3 separate regions of the Zea mays genome follow, and regions 2 and 3 are each linked to region 1. A link is a contact called in public Hi-C data. All regions are on one chromosome and are shown on one strand. Each heading gives the region's core, a stretch centred on a gene start, on an enhancer-like site or on the middle of the called end of the contact. The rest is flanking DNA. Distances are from core to core; before and after follow the strand shown. Region 1 holds the start of LOC100285216. Region 2 holds the start of LOC100273888 (Pentatricopeptide (PPR) repeat-containing protein-like). Region 3 holds the start of LOC103636520 (zinc finger protein ZAT4).

Region 1 (3,203 bases), core at 267-2,766:
TCTATGTTAGTTATATGTTTTTTGTGTATTCTACTTTCCTATGTTGAGATCCATACCAACAAGGTGTGTACTTTCCCCCTCTAAGCCAACTAGATGAAGAGGGATTTAGCCAACATGTGTCATAGATGTTTGTGCCCTAGATGTGTGGAACACATTTGGAAATTAGCTTGTATACATAACCAAATTCTACTTGAACAACCTGGCTAGATAGAGTCTGGTTGTTTTGATGCATCTAAGGGTTATTATGGATTGGATCCTAAGCTAGACTACTTTCACTAGGCAACAAATCTAACCTTGGGCAACTAAAACCTATTGCCTAAGAATATTGTCTAGCATGAAAGTTTGCGTGATGTCAAACCAAACAAGTCCTTACATCGAAAGTGATGTTTGCGTTCGTTGAACGTTCACATTGGATGCGTGTGAGGCACCATGTATACCACAAAACACAAGGAATTAATAGCTTTTATATATGTCCAAATCTTTACGTTTGACGGTTGTAGCTTATCTACGCAAACGATGCTTGCGTATGCCAAATGATACATTTCAAGGGCTGGACGTAGCACAAAACATGAGAAATAAATGTGTTTCTTGCTTCCTCAAGATGTCTCAAACTGGTTTTAGAAGATCGTCATAGCATTTGGATGCAAAGTATTCTAAGAGTATTGAATAAATATACTATGTTTTATTAAGATATTTTGGGTTTCAAAATCTGCTAGGTGGTTAGATACAATAAACCTCCTCGTTTAAAACTATGATTTTATAACGATCTTTTCGAAGTTTTAGATGGTTTGACAAAGCTATCCGGCGTGAGCCACAAGCTTCCAACTTAGTATAAATAGAGAAGTGATTCTTCTTAGTTCTCTACCAGAATCTAATTATATTTTAAATGTTCGGTAGAGATCTGCGGATTGTGAAATGGCTGGGGATGGAGCTTTGCTAAATTGAACCTTAGAAACTCTCATCTTAAGCCTTTTCGGCTTTTCCCCTCATAAACCACATTTTTATATATCTTTGATTATAAATGATATCTTTATACGATATTTGTCTAAACGTCGTCCAAACAGCTTAAGGATATGGTTGAAGCGTAGAACTTTTTATGTTTCTATATTATTTTTTTTTATAAAAGTAAACTGATTTTCGTAAGGATTTCACATGTACAAGGTTAACACTTTAAGGTCTTGTTTGATACTTTAGTATTCATCTAAATCTACATGACTACATGTATTAAGGTATATTAGATATAAATTAAACTAATTTACAGTCTAACCTATTTTAATATATATGAATTAGAATGGTTATTAGAGTACCAAATAAAACCAAAAAACTAGTTTAGGAACCTATTTTTTAAGAGATTTTTATTTTTCTAAGAAAAATTAATTTATAAAAAATAGAGTTTCTAAACTAGCCCTAAATATGCAAGTAGCTGGTCTATTTTCCTCCACTTTAGCCAAAAAAATTTTTTTCCGCCTGTTCCGTTCATCTTTCCTTGTCCTTCGTACCCCGTCCGTCCGGTTCATCTCTCTCTCTCGCTCGCTCTCAGCCTTCCTTCCCTGGCGGCAACGCCTGGGCGGACGAGCGCCGTCGCCCTGCCAGTTCTTCGTCGGTCCCTTCGCCTGTGATTGGCGCCGCGTCTTCTTTGGATTTCGGCCCTTTCGCGCTGGGGACTAGCGCCCACCAGGTATGCTCGCCCCTTCTCTTCCTTCCTGCTGTTCGAAACCCACTCACTACCTCTAATGTATGCTATTCCTATTCGGATCTGACACAATTACATGTATATACACTTCAATTTCTTCTGCAAAAAAACTACAAAATAAATTATCGGGTGTATATGTGCGCACCATGTCATACGCTGGGGCTGGGTCCGCCCCTGCGAGCAGCAGTGTAGCTGAAACATATCGAAACTGGTATTTTGGTACACTAGTTGACTTGCTAGTTTAATTATCTTCTGATTGTTAGTTTCGATGTTTGATTAATCCATGATAAATAGCATCCATGATAAATAGCGCTATGGTAGGTCCTGTGGTTGGGAGGCTGCCGACCAGGGTCCAAATCCTGGCGTGCACGAAAAAGGTCCCTCGCTGTGTAACTGTCTACTGAGGTATACGTGCTGCAAGAGCGTCCTGTGCAGCCAGTTTTCAGGGCCTATTCCCGACCTGCAGTCGATGAAATTTCTGGCTTTCTGCCTTCGTGATACCAATCCCCTAGGGGTCGAGTTTTTTTTAAAGAAATTATACATAACATCTCAAACGTGGTACTGATCTGCTGCAGGAGCAAGATTGAAGCCTTGAAGGGCTATATAGGGTTGGGCACGGTTGACCTGATCGACTGAAACTGAAATGGCATTGGTGGTGAAGCGGTACCGATGTACGCACTCCGTGAGCTGTGCTTGCCTCAAGGGCCATGTCAGGGAGGATGCAATGTATCTCGTGTTTAAACACATGAACTGGAACCCGAAGATGATTGCTATCTTATCAAGTGTATGTAAGTGGTTCGATGAATTTGCCAAGAGGGTGCTCTGGAAGGAATTCTGCCATGCCAGGGCACCAAAGATGATGAAGGATTTGCACTCTGACGGAAGTCATATCGTTGATGGCAACTGGAAGGCCCTAGGGAAGCTTCTTATCTATTGCGCAGGGTGCCCTAGTGGAGACCTGTTCAGTAATATCCATGACCCAGTCCCGGGGCACTTTGTCTACAGAACCCGTTTTTCTAGGACATTGGGGAAGAGCTTACTGGCGCCACAGTGCAGGTCTGATGCGTTGTATGTCTCAGAGTCCTGTGAACATCTTGACCAGGGCGAGGAAGGTGACTTGGGCCTCTTCCGGGGTATCTTCAAGTCGTTTGCTGCGTCGAAGATGAAGAAAATGTTGATTGAGAGGCAGGCAAACTTCCATTTGAATAAGATGTGTCCTTATTGTAAGACAAAGCTATGGGACTTGATGCAACCAAATATGATACCAAGTAGTGCCGCCGTGAGATTGGGTGCGGAAGATGGTTCTGTTGAGTACTATGTATGCCTTAATGGGCACATCCTTGGTTCATGCACTCTGATACCCATCTCTGATTCTGAGGGCACAAAGGAAGAGTGATCAAGACTTGATTTAGGTATTTGCATACTTATGCTTTCTTTTCTTTAACATGTTCATGTTTCTTTTTTTTCAGTTGTTTAGTCTATGGCCAGTCATTGTAATTTGTTCCCACTT
Region 2 (3,203 bases), core at 200-2,699, 340 kb before region 1:
CTTCCTAGCCCTCAGCCCTAGCCACAACCTCTTCCTGGTGGCGGTCCCTTCTCATGCTCCTTCCCTATGCCCTAGCCCCAACCCCTTCCTGGTGGCGGCCCCTTCTCATGCTCCTTCCCTATGCCCTAGCCCCTTCTCGGCAGCACCCCCTTCCCCCCTGCTGACCCAAGGACATGCTTTAAGATATGAAATTGGTTCCATTCAATCAGAAATATATGCATGATAAGGAAACATGGGCATATATCTGATACCTTAAATTTTGTGTTGGGTCTGCCACTGCTTGGCAGGCCAATCACGGTGATAAGAAAGAATGTTGAGTTGGGGCAGTGCCACAGTGGTGGTTTTTCTTCCCTCAGTTTACTGAGGTAGAGCTTAGGGTTCAACCTACACCGTTGGGAAGTTAAGATAATGACCTCTGATGGGATTCAGATATGATCTCGTTGGGATGGCAAAGGAGAGAAGCTTGGACAGTTGACCTTGAGCACTACAGCCCAGGTACCGAGCTACAGGGGGATACAAACTGGGAACACTAGCAATAGGTTTAGGCTGTATTCAGGGTTAAAGTAACCAGGCTAGCTAGCCAGGTAGGATATATTAGCCCAATTTTTGTGTTATACAATGAATCTAGTTAGTCCTAAAAGATATATGTCTAGAAAGGTGGTTAGCTACTGTGTTGGCAGCGAGAAAAACATAATTCAGAATGGCCAACCCAGCTATGGTGAATTGGCTTATCATAATCCTAAACTAGAGGGGAGGCTCTTGACTGCTGGCAACAAAGTGAAATGTTCATCATTGATTGTCGTTAAAGCAAATTATCTTCTGCTCAGTTCAGCCTTCTCGTGTCCAAAATTCAATAAATAAAGCCTGGTTACTTTATCAAATCAGAGGAGGCAATGAGGCATGCACGCATGGAAGTTAAGAAGGAAATGACACAAGGATGATCATATATAATTCATAAGGTTTGCTTCCAGGTTAGGAAGCACACACATCGCCGCCCCTAAACCTAAACTGAACCGTTAATTGTGTTACCGTCTCAATCAGCAAGGAGAGAGAGACGGGTGGATGTAGGCAGAACGTGTACCAGTTTCAGCAAGCCCCACAGCGCGTCGACCCCGGACTTGGAACCGGCGACGGTGCCGCTGCTGGCCGGGGAGGCGCTCGGCCCAATATGCTCGTCTGAAGCAAAGCGGAGCAGGGGCGCAACGGCTGTAAGGGGAAGCGCTCGAATCACAGGAACGGGAGAGATCTCATCTTCGGGACTCACCAGCGGCGGCGGCGGCGGTACGGTTGGAGGGAAGGCAACTCTGCGACCGCCGTCGTCGCAGTTTGGCGCGGTGGGACGAAACGAATCGGCGGGAACAGTGGTTGCGGGGGTGTGCCGGTGTGGTCGGCAGAGATGGCAATGGGCCCGGATCCACGGGGATGAGTTTTTTTTTTCTCATGGGATTTAAACAGACAAAATTATTTCCTGAACGGATAAACGGGAATTCTCCATCCCCATCCCCGCAGCGATCCGTTAGGGCTTGTTCGGTTTAAAAGAGTTTAAGAAAGTTCCTATTTAAATTTGTATAGAAGGAGATTGAATCTCCTTCAGGCCCTGTTCGTTTGTGTCCGATTGCATTTGGAATATCGTTCCACTTAAGGCCTTGTTCGTTTACATCGGATTGCACCCGGAATCGTTCCGGCTAATCAAAGTTTATATAAATTAGAGAAGCAATCCGGTTCGGAATCGTTCCGACCCACCAATCCGACACAAACGAACAAGGCCTAAAGTCTTGTTCGTTTCTATCGGATTGCACCCGAAATAGTTCCAGCTAATCAAAGTTTATATAAATTAGAGAAGCAATCCGGTTAGAAATCGTTCCGACCCACCAATCCGACACAAACGAACAAGTCCTAAACAAAGTTTATATAAATTAGAAAAACAATCCGGTTAGGAATCGTTCCGACCCACCAATCCGACAAAAACGAACAAGGCCTCAATCCCCCTCAATCCACCCCTAATCGAACAAGTCTTTACGCTTTATTTGGGTATAGAGGGATTGAAGTGTATTGAGGTGTATTGAAGAGAATTGAAAGAAAAATTAGTTTATATTACACTTAAATACACCACATACCACCTTCATCCACTCTAATCTGATATTACCCAAACAAGCTATTAGACGTAATATTGTTTTTTTGTACTAGTTAATGATAAAAATAAATAATTATATTTTCAAGAGACCATTTATTGTTATAAATATGCTCATTTTGATGTACATATAATATTATATATATATGACAATATGTATAAGTGATAATATTTTATATTAATAACAAAGTACATATGTTCTAATTATAATTTAAGTGGAGACGGGATCTCCGTCGGAGATTTATCCCCGCAGGGAATAGGGATGGGAAAGAAATATCCTCCACGAGCGTTTGTGGGAATCCCCGCGGGAAATTTTTTTTCTTCACGAGGATGGGGATGGGGAGCTATTGTCCGACAGAAAATTCCTCGTTGCTATCTCTAGTGGTCAGTGGTCGTGTAGTGTCACACCCAGATTTAAGAGATAAACATGGGTGCGTCTCATATATGCGTCCAATAAGAACATCACATATAATGACCAAGTGTATAGAGATAGATGTCACAAAAATTATTACATTGCAGAAGTGTCTTACAAAAATAAATGATAACAATAAAGCGAACTAATAATTATTCCTTGGCGTCATAAAGCTGACTGGGAGACGTCATGTAGACTAGCTCGTACTCCTTGTAGTAGACCTCCTCCTGAGCTATCTGCTCTTCACCTGTGGGGGTCTATATATCGCAAGGGTGAGCTCACAAAAGATCATAGCTCAACAAGTTGTGGGAAATAATGTGCATGAACTCATCAAAGGTGGGAGCTCAGGTGAAGTGTAAGGCTGATCAACAGATAATGGTTAAAGCTGGGTATTGCTTTTAATAAGTTGATCAAATTTTATTAGCAGTTACTAAATGTAATTATATACCAAACCAGAGTAATAATAGATCAAAAATAAAAATAAAATCACAATGCGATGTATATGGCAAGTTAAGTTTAATTTCATAAGTTAATCATGCGAAAGTCATGAGCTGCTCATGACTGTGAGAACAACTAGTATACTAGTTTTACACTCTGCAGAGGTTGCACGTCTTTACCCACAAGTCATGCTACCCATTTGCCAAGAGGTCTAGAAGTCCT
Region 3 (3,203 bases), core at 188-2,687, 260 kb after region 1:
AACGACAGAGAAGAGGACGACGACAAACAATATAGTAACCTCGATGTTAAGATCTATGCCATCGAGCTATGGTGTCGAGTTCGGCGTTATAGATCTACGTCGAGGTTCCATCATGTCATGGTCACCGTAACCTCCACATCAATAATAGTTTGATGCCTCAATGCTATTACATATGATGTTGGGATGTGTAATCTCGGCTCCATAGGCCATGACAATTATCCTACTATTAGTTTCTTTAGAGATCTAAACGTGATTTTTCAAAAAAAAATGTGTGTGTATATGTATGTATGTAATCGACCAAGATGACATGAGGCCATGGTGGCCAGGTGGCAGTGCATCAAAAGGCCACAATCGTATCTTCGGGGGGAAAGGAAGTGGAGAGAAGAATGGCCAAAGATGTTTGTGGCCACAGCTTTGTGAGCCACATACTACCTCCAACAGTCTTAGGATGTCTCTAACAAAGGCTTATAAAGCATCATGTACACTAAACTTAGCATATGCAGCAGTGGGCAAGGCCGCCAGCAAGGAACGGTAAAGGGGCTATAAAATGTAGTGGTCGTTGAGAATCCTCTAAATCTAGTGAACGAGCAACGTTCGATATACAGGGCAGTTGTGTCCTCGTGCCTAGAGCACCGTCCGTGTTTTTGTCCTTGCCGTATTAAAAAAATGATTAGTAATGTATGTGATGTAATGTATGGTACCTGTGTTTGCGTCCTTGTTGTACTTAAGAAAACAATTACGTTGCTACAGATTGTTTTTTGATAGGCAAAAAATAATGGAAAATACAAATTCAGGTAACACTATAGATATAGATGACCAAATTTAGAGTACGTTGTTGGATATAAACAAGATATAAAGACGAAATCTTTTAGGAAGTGTTGTAAAGTATAGAGTATATTTTTTAGAGCATGCAATTTAGCGAACGCTGCTGGAGACAGCCTTAGTTATCTCACTTTATATTTCAAATTATACCGTCTAAATATTGTTTTACACATATACATGGTCTGCTGGGTATAGTCATGGTTGCGATCCAACCGTAGGATGATGAAACTACAACTGAACGGATGTGGTCCAGTGAAATCCTACGGCTGGATTCGAAAATAATGGCTAGTTTGGAAACCCTATTTTTCTAAGAGATTTTCATTTTCTCAAAAAAAATTAGTTTATTTTTCTTAGGAAAATAGAAATCTATTGGAAAAATTGTGTTTCCAAACTAGACTTAAGAGATGACGGCAACCATGACGATGACAGAGTGGGCTCATTGGAAAATCGGCCCGCCGGTGGCAAAGAAGCCCAGTTGGCGGCCCGGCCAGACACGGCAGTAACGGCACTCACTCGTTCCATCCGTGGCTTGCGTTGCGTTGCATTTTGCCGGCTCCACAGCAGCACATCACAGGGTGATTCGTTTTCTCTCTCCTGTCCGTTTGCTAATTTTGCTTGCTTGGTTGCATGCTGTGCTGAGATTTCTCCTGCCCAACGAACCGCGCGTATGCAGCATGACCTCCTCCTCCCTCGTCCCATCTGCTACTTTAGCTGCTCGTCACACACAGCAGCTTCCTCTCGCAAGCACGCTCGATCAGCCGCATGGATCCCGGCCGCCTCCATCTCCTTTCTTCTTCACTTGACCTCTTCTCCCCTTCCACCCACTTCCATTCTTGCCTACTTGCAGCTAGCTTTCTTGGCTGATCGATCTTGATCCGCCGCTGATGCGATCAAATAATAATCTGCTCTAGTTCCTTACCTTGATCGAAACATCATCAACGACGCATACCATGGGGGATGTGGGATGTGGCTGTGCTTGCTAGCAGCGCCACTCGGCACAGCTGCAAGGTGTGCCGGAAGGGCTTCCCCTGCGGCCGCTCGCTCGGCGGCCACATGCGTTCGCATTCCCTGGCCGACGAGCTGGACGACGAGGAGGAGCACCAACAGCGGCAAGGCCTTGATTGCGCGACGGCTCCGGGAGCAGGAGGTCACGGGCTGAGGGACAAGCCGAAGAAGACACGGCGCCTCTCGAGCCTCAGCGACTGCGGTGGCCGCGGTGACGTGTTTTCACCGTGTGAGTCGAACGTCGATTACCGCCGCGCGCGAGGCGGTGGCAAAGCGATGGAACTGGAGCGTGATTGGAAGCAGGAGGGCTTGATGCCGCCGCCGAGGCGTAGGCGCTCTATGCGTGTGCCGGCTCGCACGCCGCCGCCGACTGCCTTCGACAAGGAGCCGGAGGATGTCGCACTCTCCCTCATCATGCTGTCGTGCGACATCGTGGACCGTCGCGGTTGCTCCACGGCCGTGGGCGCCAAGTACTCGCCGGGAGAGGACAGCACGAGGCGAGATTATCAGTACGAGTACCACCACCATGACGCCGACTCCAACGACGGCACCAAAATCAACAAGAGGAAGCTCCATCACAGCGACGTTGGTGACGAGAAGCGGGGCCGGTACGAGTGCCCTGTATGCGGGAGGACGTTCCGGTCGTACCAAGCACTCGGCGGTCACCGCGCTAGCTACAAGCGGATCAATAGTAACTGTAGCATCGCCAAACCTATCCTTGACTACCAACCGGAGCCCAAGCCCAGCGTCGAGACCAACACTACCTCCATGGTTAGTAATAATAGGACGATTAAATTCGAGTGTCGCATCTGCTTTAGGGTGTTTAGCTCGGGACAGTCGCTCGGTGGACACAAGCGGTCACACTCGATCGCCGGTGAGCTCTATGAGCACGTACATTCTGTCGATGACGATGACGTTGGTGACGATGAGCAACCACTGATCTCTGATGAGTTTCTTGATCTCAATCTGCCAGCTCCAGGAGTTGAGGATTGAAATTTGGCTACTTAAGTCTTGATTTTCAGACGAAGTATGGATGTGGTACCTACATACTAGTGTGAACTATAGATTCAGGTTCAATCGATTCTTCGGAGCTTCAAGTTACGAGTGATCTAGATTCGGTGAGATGAACAATGATTGCTAATCTTCTTGGGTTCAAATTTCACTTATATTATGCATTTTACTAGTTTTTTTGTTTTGTTTTTCAGTATCTTTATATAGAGTGATAAGCATCTCATAATAAAGTGCTAAACCTGAGATAATTCAATGAAAGATTTTTAATTTTTAATTCAGTCAGCATTGTATTTCTCAAGTTTATAGAATTCAGTGAATGCTTTTAAGTTTGATATTAATCTCCCTTTTTTGTTGACTCTCTAACT

The links. A called contact is a pair of places that touch in the nucleus more often than the background predicts.
Region 2: a Hi-C map of leaf shows a contact between it and region 1, with 6 times the contacts expected there. The contact joins the promoter of LOC100273888 here to the promoter of LOC100285216 in region 1. A contact is called at or near these places in 2 of 25 Hi-C or Micro-C datasets (ear and leaf).
Region 3: a contact with region 1 is called in a Hi-C map of leaf, with 6 times the contacts expected there. The contact joins the promoter of LOC103636520 here to the promoter of LOC100285216 in region 1. A contact is called at or near these places in 2 of 25 Hi-C or Micro-C datasets (ear and leaf).

Annotation. Positions count from the first base shown.
Region 1 is chr1:75,392,407-75,395,609 of Zm-B73-REFERENCE-NAM-5.0, reverse strand. LOC100285216 reads left to right here and starts at 1,516. Exons shown (of 3, transcript NM_001158110.1): 1 at 1,516-1,678; 2 at 2,269-3,105. The coding sequence starts at 2,337. The coding sequence ends at 3,089.
Region 2 is chr1:75,731,673-75,734,875 of Zm-B73-REFERENCE-NAM-5.0, reverse strand. It overlaps LOC100273888 (Pentatricopeptide (PPR) repeat-containing protein-like), which reads right to left and starts at 1,449. Exons shown (of 4, transcript NM_001360483.1): 1 at 1,265-1,449.
Region 3 is chr1:75,129,924-75,133,126 of Zm-B73-REFERENCE-NAM-5.0, reverse strand. LOC103636520 (zinc finger protein ZAT4) reads left to right here and starts at 1,437. Exons shown (of 1, transcript XM_008658867.2): 1 at 1,437-3,172. The coding sequence starts at 1,780. The coding sequence ends at 2,820.